Regions from separate parts of the Sus scrofa genome. Here region 2 is linked to region 1. The links are chromatin contacts, called in public HiChIP or PLAC-seq maps. All regions are on one chromosome and are shown on one strand. Each heading gives the region's core, a stretch centred on a gene start, on an enhancer-like site or on the middle of the called end of the contact. The rest is flanking DNA. Distances are from core to core; before and after follow the strand shown.

What was found. HiChIP or PLAC-seq counts read pairs in DNA pulled down with a chosen protein or histone mark.
Region 2: a contact with region 1 is called in an H3K27ac HiChIP or PLAC-seq map of alveolar macrophages. The contact joins two enhancer-like sites. A contact is called at or near these places in 2 of 47 Hi-C or Micro-C datasets (epiblast stem cells and skeletal muscle) and 1 of 2 datasets of contacts at active chromatin or transcription factors (alveolar macrophages).

Annotation. Positions count from the first base shown.
Region 1 is chr7:38,906,210-38,909,595 of Sscrofa11.1, reverse strand. No RefSeq gene overlaps it. Among named protein-coding and RNA genes, the nearest start is that of C7H6orf223, 86 kb to the left of the region's middle. Within about 2 kb of position 1,860, at least 8 of the 83 cell types and tissues checked have an H3K27ac peak or open chromatin away from gene starts, as enhancers often do. A contact at or near this core is called in alveolar macrophages, where this site is marked.
Region 2 is chr7:39,061,350-39,064,735 of Sscrofa11.1, reverse strand. No RefSeq gene overlaps it. Among named protein-coding and RNA genes, the nearest start is that of C7H6orf223, 70 kb to the right of the region's middle. Within about 2 kb of position 1,860, at least 30 of the 83 cell types and tissues checked have an H3K27ac peak or open chromatin away from gene starts, as enhancers often do. A contact at or near this core is called in alveolar macrophages, where this site is marked.

The sequences.
Region 1 (3,386 bases), core at 611-3,110:
GTTGAGGATCCTGTGTTGCTGTGAGCTGTGGTGTAGGTCACAGACGTGGCTTGGATCCGGCATTGCTGTGGCTGTGGTGTAGGCCAGAAACTGTAGCTCCAATTCGACCCCTGGCCTGGGAACCTCCAAATGCCGTGGGAGTGGCCATGAAATGGCAAAAAGACAAAAAAAAAAAAAAAAAAAAAAAAAAAAAAAAAAAAAAAAAGAAGAAGAGAAAAGAAAATGTATGTAGTGTTTTCTCACTACTGCTTTAATTTTCATTTCCCTCATAACAAATGACATTGAGCATCTTTTCCTAAGTTTATTTGCTTCCGAGCCGTCTGTTCAGATCTTTCACTCATTTTTAAATTGGATTGTCAAATAAATTTTGCCTCCTTTAAAAAGTCAAGACTACTTCTGAGAGGGGAAGATCAAATGCCACTGAGGACATTCAACTTTTAAATAAAACACCTAGGAATCTGGAATCCCAGCGCTCGAAGGCACCTTAGAATCCTTCCTTCTACAGGTGATGAAAATGGGTTTTGAGAGGAAAAGCGGTAAAGTGGCAGAGAGATTTTTTTCCCCTCCACGTATCCACCTGCTCCTCTACAGTAGGTGGGACCACAATACTAGCTCTGGCCTAGAAGTTGTGAATGGAGATGCTGACTGTTACTTCAGGGGCCAGAGCTTTTGAGAGCCAGTGCAAAGCCCTCCTGCTCTTTTCTGCCCCTGCAGGCACAGCCATGGAAGCCACCTGTTGAAATTTGATGGCTCTGCTATCTAGGGTCCCTAATTGACTCTGCAGAGCAGGGCCTCTGCTAATCTGCCTTGGCCACAGTGTATGAGCAAGAAACAAACCTTCATAGTGTGAATCCATTGAGCTTTCAAGGCTCATTTGTTACTGCAGCACAGCATGGCTTATCCTGACTCACACAGCCAGCCATTTGGTTGGTGCCTTTGGTACCTCATCAGAGTCCCCCAAAACCTGGGGGTATGCTGGCCCAGGCAACACTTGCTTAAGGAGAAAGATCATTTAAACAAAACATCTACTGATACCCACCTGTGTAGGCACAGGGCTTCCATGACCTTGGGGCCTTGTGGACGGGGCAGGGAGGTGGGGCAGGGGCAGTGTCGGTGTCCGGCTCTCTGCTGAACTGTCCGCTCTTGTCACTCACTGGTCCTTATCTTCCCAGGGGACATGTGGAGATTGACATATAACTGAAGCTGACTTTCCCACATTAAAACAATCTTTACGGGATTCTAAGGCAGATCTCCCCGCCCAAATCCAGCCCTCAAAAAGCCCTATAATCCCCACATACCACCCAAAAGTTTTACCTGAGAGGAAGCACATCTCGGAAGCTCTTTTCTAACTTCTTCTGCATCTTTTCTTCAAACTCAAGTCTTGCTTTCTGCTAACTCTGTTCTGTCCAGAGGAGGAAGACACTGGCACCCCCATTGCCTGGAACACAGGCACCTGCCAGGATTTAATAGGCCTTGGCTCCAGCTTGGCCCAGCCTGGCCTCCGACAAGAGGCCACAGGCTCTGGTGAAACATATCCAGTCTCCCAGCCTCTTCACCATGACATCTGGGGGCCTGTTGCAGCCCTCAGGGCAGAGTGTGTGGCTTTTTTTTTTTTTTTTTTCATGAGAAGTGAAGTGATGCTCAAAAGGGCACAAAATCAAGACCTTGACCTCATTAGTGTAATGTTCTGGTCAGCAGGCTTGGGGAACTGTGATGATGTTAATTACGTGCTGATTTAGTTTAATTCCTGTTCTTGTGCAATGCACGTATTTGCCTTTGCCTCCTTTCCCCAGGGGCTGTAGACTCCTCCGGGCTCAGCAGGGGGTGGAGCAGGAGGGGGCAGGACCAGACCAGGGTCACCCAGATCTGGATTCACTTCCTGGCTGCTGTGACCCTGGGTAACCTTCCTGAGTCGGGGATTGAGTAAGGATTATGGGCTTGGCACTGTGCCTAGCACGTAGGAAGCTTGGTAAATTGTAGCTATTATTATCAGACAGTTAATTATTATTTTATGCTATCAACGGAAGGATGATTTTCCATTGTTCCCTCTTGATTCTTGAGAGGCAGTACAGCATAGACCAGGGGTGTTCAATAGAACTTTCTGGGATGATGGAAAGACTCTGGGAGCTACTAGCCATGTGTGACTACTGACCACTTGAAAGGAGGCTGGTGTAATGGAAGAATTGAATTTTTAATTATATTTCTTTTTTTTTTTTTTGGTCTTTTTTTTTGTCTCTTCTGGGGCTGCACCTGTGGCATATGGAGGTTCCCAGGCTAGGGGTCGAATCGGAGCCATAGCCACCAGCCCACACCAGAGCCACAGCAACGCGGGATCCGAGCCACGTCTGTGACCTACACCACAGCTCACAGCAACGCCGGATCCTTAACCCACTGAGCAAGGCCAGGGATCGAACCCACAACCTCATGGTTCCTAGTTGGATTCGTTAACCACTGAGCCAGGACAGGAACTCCACGTTTTTTTTTTTTTTCTTTTTAAGACCGCACCTGCGGCAGATGTAAGTTCCCAGGCTAGGGGTGGAATTGGAACTGCAGCTGTGGGCCTAGGCCACAGCCAGTGCAATGCTGAGCAGTGTCATAGCTCGCGGAAATGCCGGGTCCTTAATCCACATCGGAGGCCAGGGATCACACCCGCATCCTCAGGGACACTATGTCAGGTTCCTAACCCATTGAGCCACAAAGGGAACTCCCGTATTTCATTTTAATTATTTCGAAGTTAAATAATCCCAAGGGTTTAGCAGTTACCTTGTTGGGAAGAGCAGGTGTATAGGGTAAGCATGCAGGCTCTGGTGTAGACCACAGGGTGCCCACCCTGCTTCTTAGCTATAAGCCCCTGGGCCAGTTATGCCACCACTCTGGGCCTCGGCTTCTTTACCTGTAAAATGTATTACGGGACCAACTTCCTAGTGTGGTCGTGAGGATTAGACAGGTCATTCTCCATAAAGGGCCCCGTGGGGCCGTCGTCATTGCCCTGCATAGCACAGGTGTCTGGCCTGTAAGCCATGGGCATCGTGTCTCCCGTCTGGAGGGAACTCCCCACAGCCCCAGCCCAGGGCAGAGCCAACCAGTGTCCACAGACCAGGGAGGAGAGGAGACGCCGAATGCCCCAAGGAGGATAAGGACGAGGGGAAAGGGAGGCCCTGGTTGACAGCCCAGGCTGCCCCTCTTCCCTTGGTAGTGTGGGTCTGTCACCTTCTCCAGAAGGGTTGGGTGACAGGAGGGTGGTCCCAGGGCGTGTGGGGCACGGCAGCCTGAAAGAGGAGGTTTGGGTGGGCTCGGGGTGAGAGAGCTCCTTCGTTCCCATCTCCCGGCCACAGGGAGCCCTAGGAGCCGAAGCGTATCCACTCTTCCCTCTCTCCAAGCGTGGA
Region 2 (3,386 bases), core at 611-3,110, 160 kb before region 1:
TTTTCAGACAGGGAGTCCCAGGTATAGAGAGGGGCTCTGGGCTTGGGGCTGTATTGGCTGTGCTGATGCTGTGGTATTTTTTTATAAAAAATACCACTGCCTGTTGCCCTTGAGTAGTGAGGCAGCAAGACCCATTCCAAAACTCAGATGGGCAGAGAGTCAGACAGGGGCGGTGGGTCAGGCTGGCTGTCCTGCCCTCCCCACACCCCAGGCTTGGCGGGTGATCACCCGAAGCATCTTCCCAGGGCATTTCCTGCCAGGATAGCTCTCCCCAGTGTGCCCACTTACCTGGTCCTTTCATTCCTTTGTTGCTTCCTTTTTTTTTTTTTTTTTTCGTCCATCCACCCTCTGTTTCCAGTTCCTCTTGGAGCAAGTCCTTCCACCAGCTTCCTCCTGGCCTCACAGCTCATGCAGGAGGAAGTGCTCCTTGAGGGGGTGTTGCATGCCTGGCAGCTCCTCTCTCCTGGGCACCCCATCCCTCCCACCCCACTCAGTTGCACGTGAGTCTACACCCTGTGCATTTTTTTGCTCCTGTACTTGAATGTGGGTTGATAGCTAGGTGCCATCAGGGGCCCAGGCCCCCTCTAGCATATTGATTTGCTAGGTGTCATTTCCATGTCCAAGGTCATTTCATGGCTCAAGACAGCCGCTGGAGCTCCAGCCAGTGGGAAGGAGGAAGACAGCACTGAAGAAGAGCCTGCATCTTCCCTTTAAGGAAATGTCCTGGAAGTCACACTCTGCTTATACCCCCCTGGCCATCTCTCAGTCCCCCAGCCATCCCTGGCCCAAGGGATGCTTTCCCATGGGGGTCTTGCTGAAAACTGGGGAGGGTGGGATGTTTGGAGGGCAACAGTGTCTGCCACCAGCCCCTCGTTCCTTTAGTCCATAACCCATAGAGGGTGGTCGGGGCCTTCCCAACTCCCCCCTCCTACAGCCCTGCTTCCCTCCCTTCCCTGATGCCCCAGTTCCTCCTGAGACTCGATATTGCCTGCCTGGAGCTATTAATGGCAGCAGTGCAACACCAAGACTGGCTGCCATGGGCTGTAGTCTGTTCATTGCCCGGCCGGTGCAGGTGCACTTCTTCTCATGGCCGCCCAAGGGGCAGCTCATCTTAGTCCCACTTTACAGCTGGGGAAATCGAGGCCCAGAGAGGTTTGACTTTGCTATGAGCACCCAGCTGGGCTCTGAGCCCAGGTCCTGCACGTTCCTTTCTTTCCCAGGGAGTCCTCCCTGGAGGAGCGGATGCCCCAGGCCGTCTCGGGGTCTGACAGGAGGAACTGGAATGGTCTGGGTTCCAGGAGGGCCTGTCTGGAGGAGAGGGCAGGCGGGGTGGTGTGACATCAGTCTGCAGTGTCTCCTCAGCACTTACTCAGTGCCATGGTCAGCAGACGCGTCTGAACAGGGTCCACTGACGGGTTTGGGGATTTCTGCTGGCGCCAGGAGCCGGCCACTGCGGCCACATCCTCAGACGCCACTTTCCCCAGCATGAGCATCCTGGCCCAGGCAGTGAGGAAGGCAAGGACAGGGAAACCTCTGCCACTTCCCCTTCCCCCTCCTGGCCACCTTGGTGGGGCGGGAGCAGCGGGGGGTTGAGCCTCTCCCCCAACTGGGCCGCTTGGGGTGGGAGAGAGGCGAGCGTGTGCAGCCAGACTCTCCAGCAGACCAGCATCATCCAGGCCATCCCCCTGCCTCTGGAAAGGACGGCCTTTCCTTGCTGCTGACCCTCAAGGGTGAGGTCACGACTGTGCCCTCGGGGTGGGGGGAGGTGCTCTGAGCATAAGCTCGGTCATGGCCATGACATGTGGTTAGTAATGTTACTGTAATATCTGCTCCCTGATGATCTCTGGCCAAGAGGAAAGGCTCATGAGCTGTGAGTCACAGCAGGCCGCCGATGGTTGGGCCTGCCACGCGCAGCTCCGATGAGGGTGTACGGAGGAGGGCCCTGAGACCCAGACGTAACCTCTGGCCTCTGGGACTTCCCGCCGGAAATAGGCGATGAACAGGAAGAGCAGATGTGAGGTGGGACTCCCCTCCCCACCCCACCCCCGCCGTGCATGCCCCCCTCCCCACCCCCCGCCACCCGGCAGGATCCTTGCCCCCTCCACAGGGAAGTCTTCCTTGATTAACAAACAGCCTTAGAATTGCTCTGGGGTTGACCTTGGATTCCCAGCTCTGGCAAGATGGGCTCCATCCCCCAAGTCTGGGCACCTGCAGGTTCTGTGCAAAGGGCAAGGGTGTGGACAGGAATGGGGCGCTTTCATTCAAGCTTCCTTCCTTTCTTCCTTTCTTCTTCTTTCAACAAACCTGCCAGGTGCTCTGGAGACACTGGTGAACGGCGCAGACTCAGTCTTGTTCTCACGGAGCCTGGAGGAGAGGCTGAAAGCAAATGGTCACACAGATAAAAAAGAACTACCAACCGCACCCAGGGAAGGCAGGGCCCGGGGGCGAAGGGGTGGGGGTCGGGGGCTTCTAGGGGCCTGGGCCGTTGCTAGTGGGTGCAACCCCCCGGCCTCCCTCCTCTGCTCACAAGGCCTCTGCAGGGAGAATGCTGGCTGACACGGTGGCAGGGTGCCCGCCAATGGGGGCTGTGCCAAGGGTGATGTGATGTGTGCTGATCCCTCTCCACTCCTTACTGAAGACCAGTGTCTGCTGCCCCCGCGGCTCAGGGAGCCTGGGGCGGTGCTCCCATCACGTCCTGAGATGTTTAGGGGAAGACGGAGTGGGGAGAGGGTTCCCCTGGTGCTTCAGGCGGAGGGGCTGTGCTAAGAGCATCTGGTCCTCCAGCCCCAGCTGGTGGGGCCCCTGGCACCGCCTAGGGTGTCAGTCCCTCTGAATTCCACCTGCACCCCTGCAGTGGACAGAGAGGTGGCCCTGTTGACCCCGTTCGTCCTCTGGCCCCATGCTTTGGACATCCCCCTCCAAGACACGTTGGAGACCTGTTTTCTTGCCCTCTTTGGCCTGACTCTGCCTGCTTGGGCCTCAGTTCCAGGAGAGGGAGAGTGAAGGATCCTAGGAGTAAAAGGAGGCCCAGAGGCAGGGATGCTCCCATCCCTCCAGAAATAACCAGTGCAGATTGATTTTGCCTTCTGTGGGGATCTCCGTGGTCTGAGGTTGGGGCCGTGCTGAGTGGGAGGACGTTCAAATATTGTATTTAAATATAGACTTTTGGGTCCCACTCACAGAGACTCTGATTCTCTAGGTCTAGAAGGATCTTAGGACTCTGCATTTTTTGCTTTTTAAGGCTGCACCTGAGGCATATAGAGATTCCCAGGCTAGGGTTGAATCAGTGCTACAGCTGCTGGCCTACCCCACAGCCACAGCAATGCAGGATCCGAGCTGTATCTGTGACCTACACCACAGCTCACGGCAGCGCTGGATCCCTGACC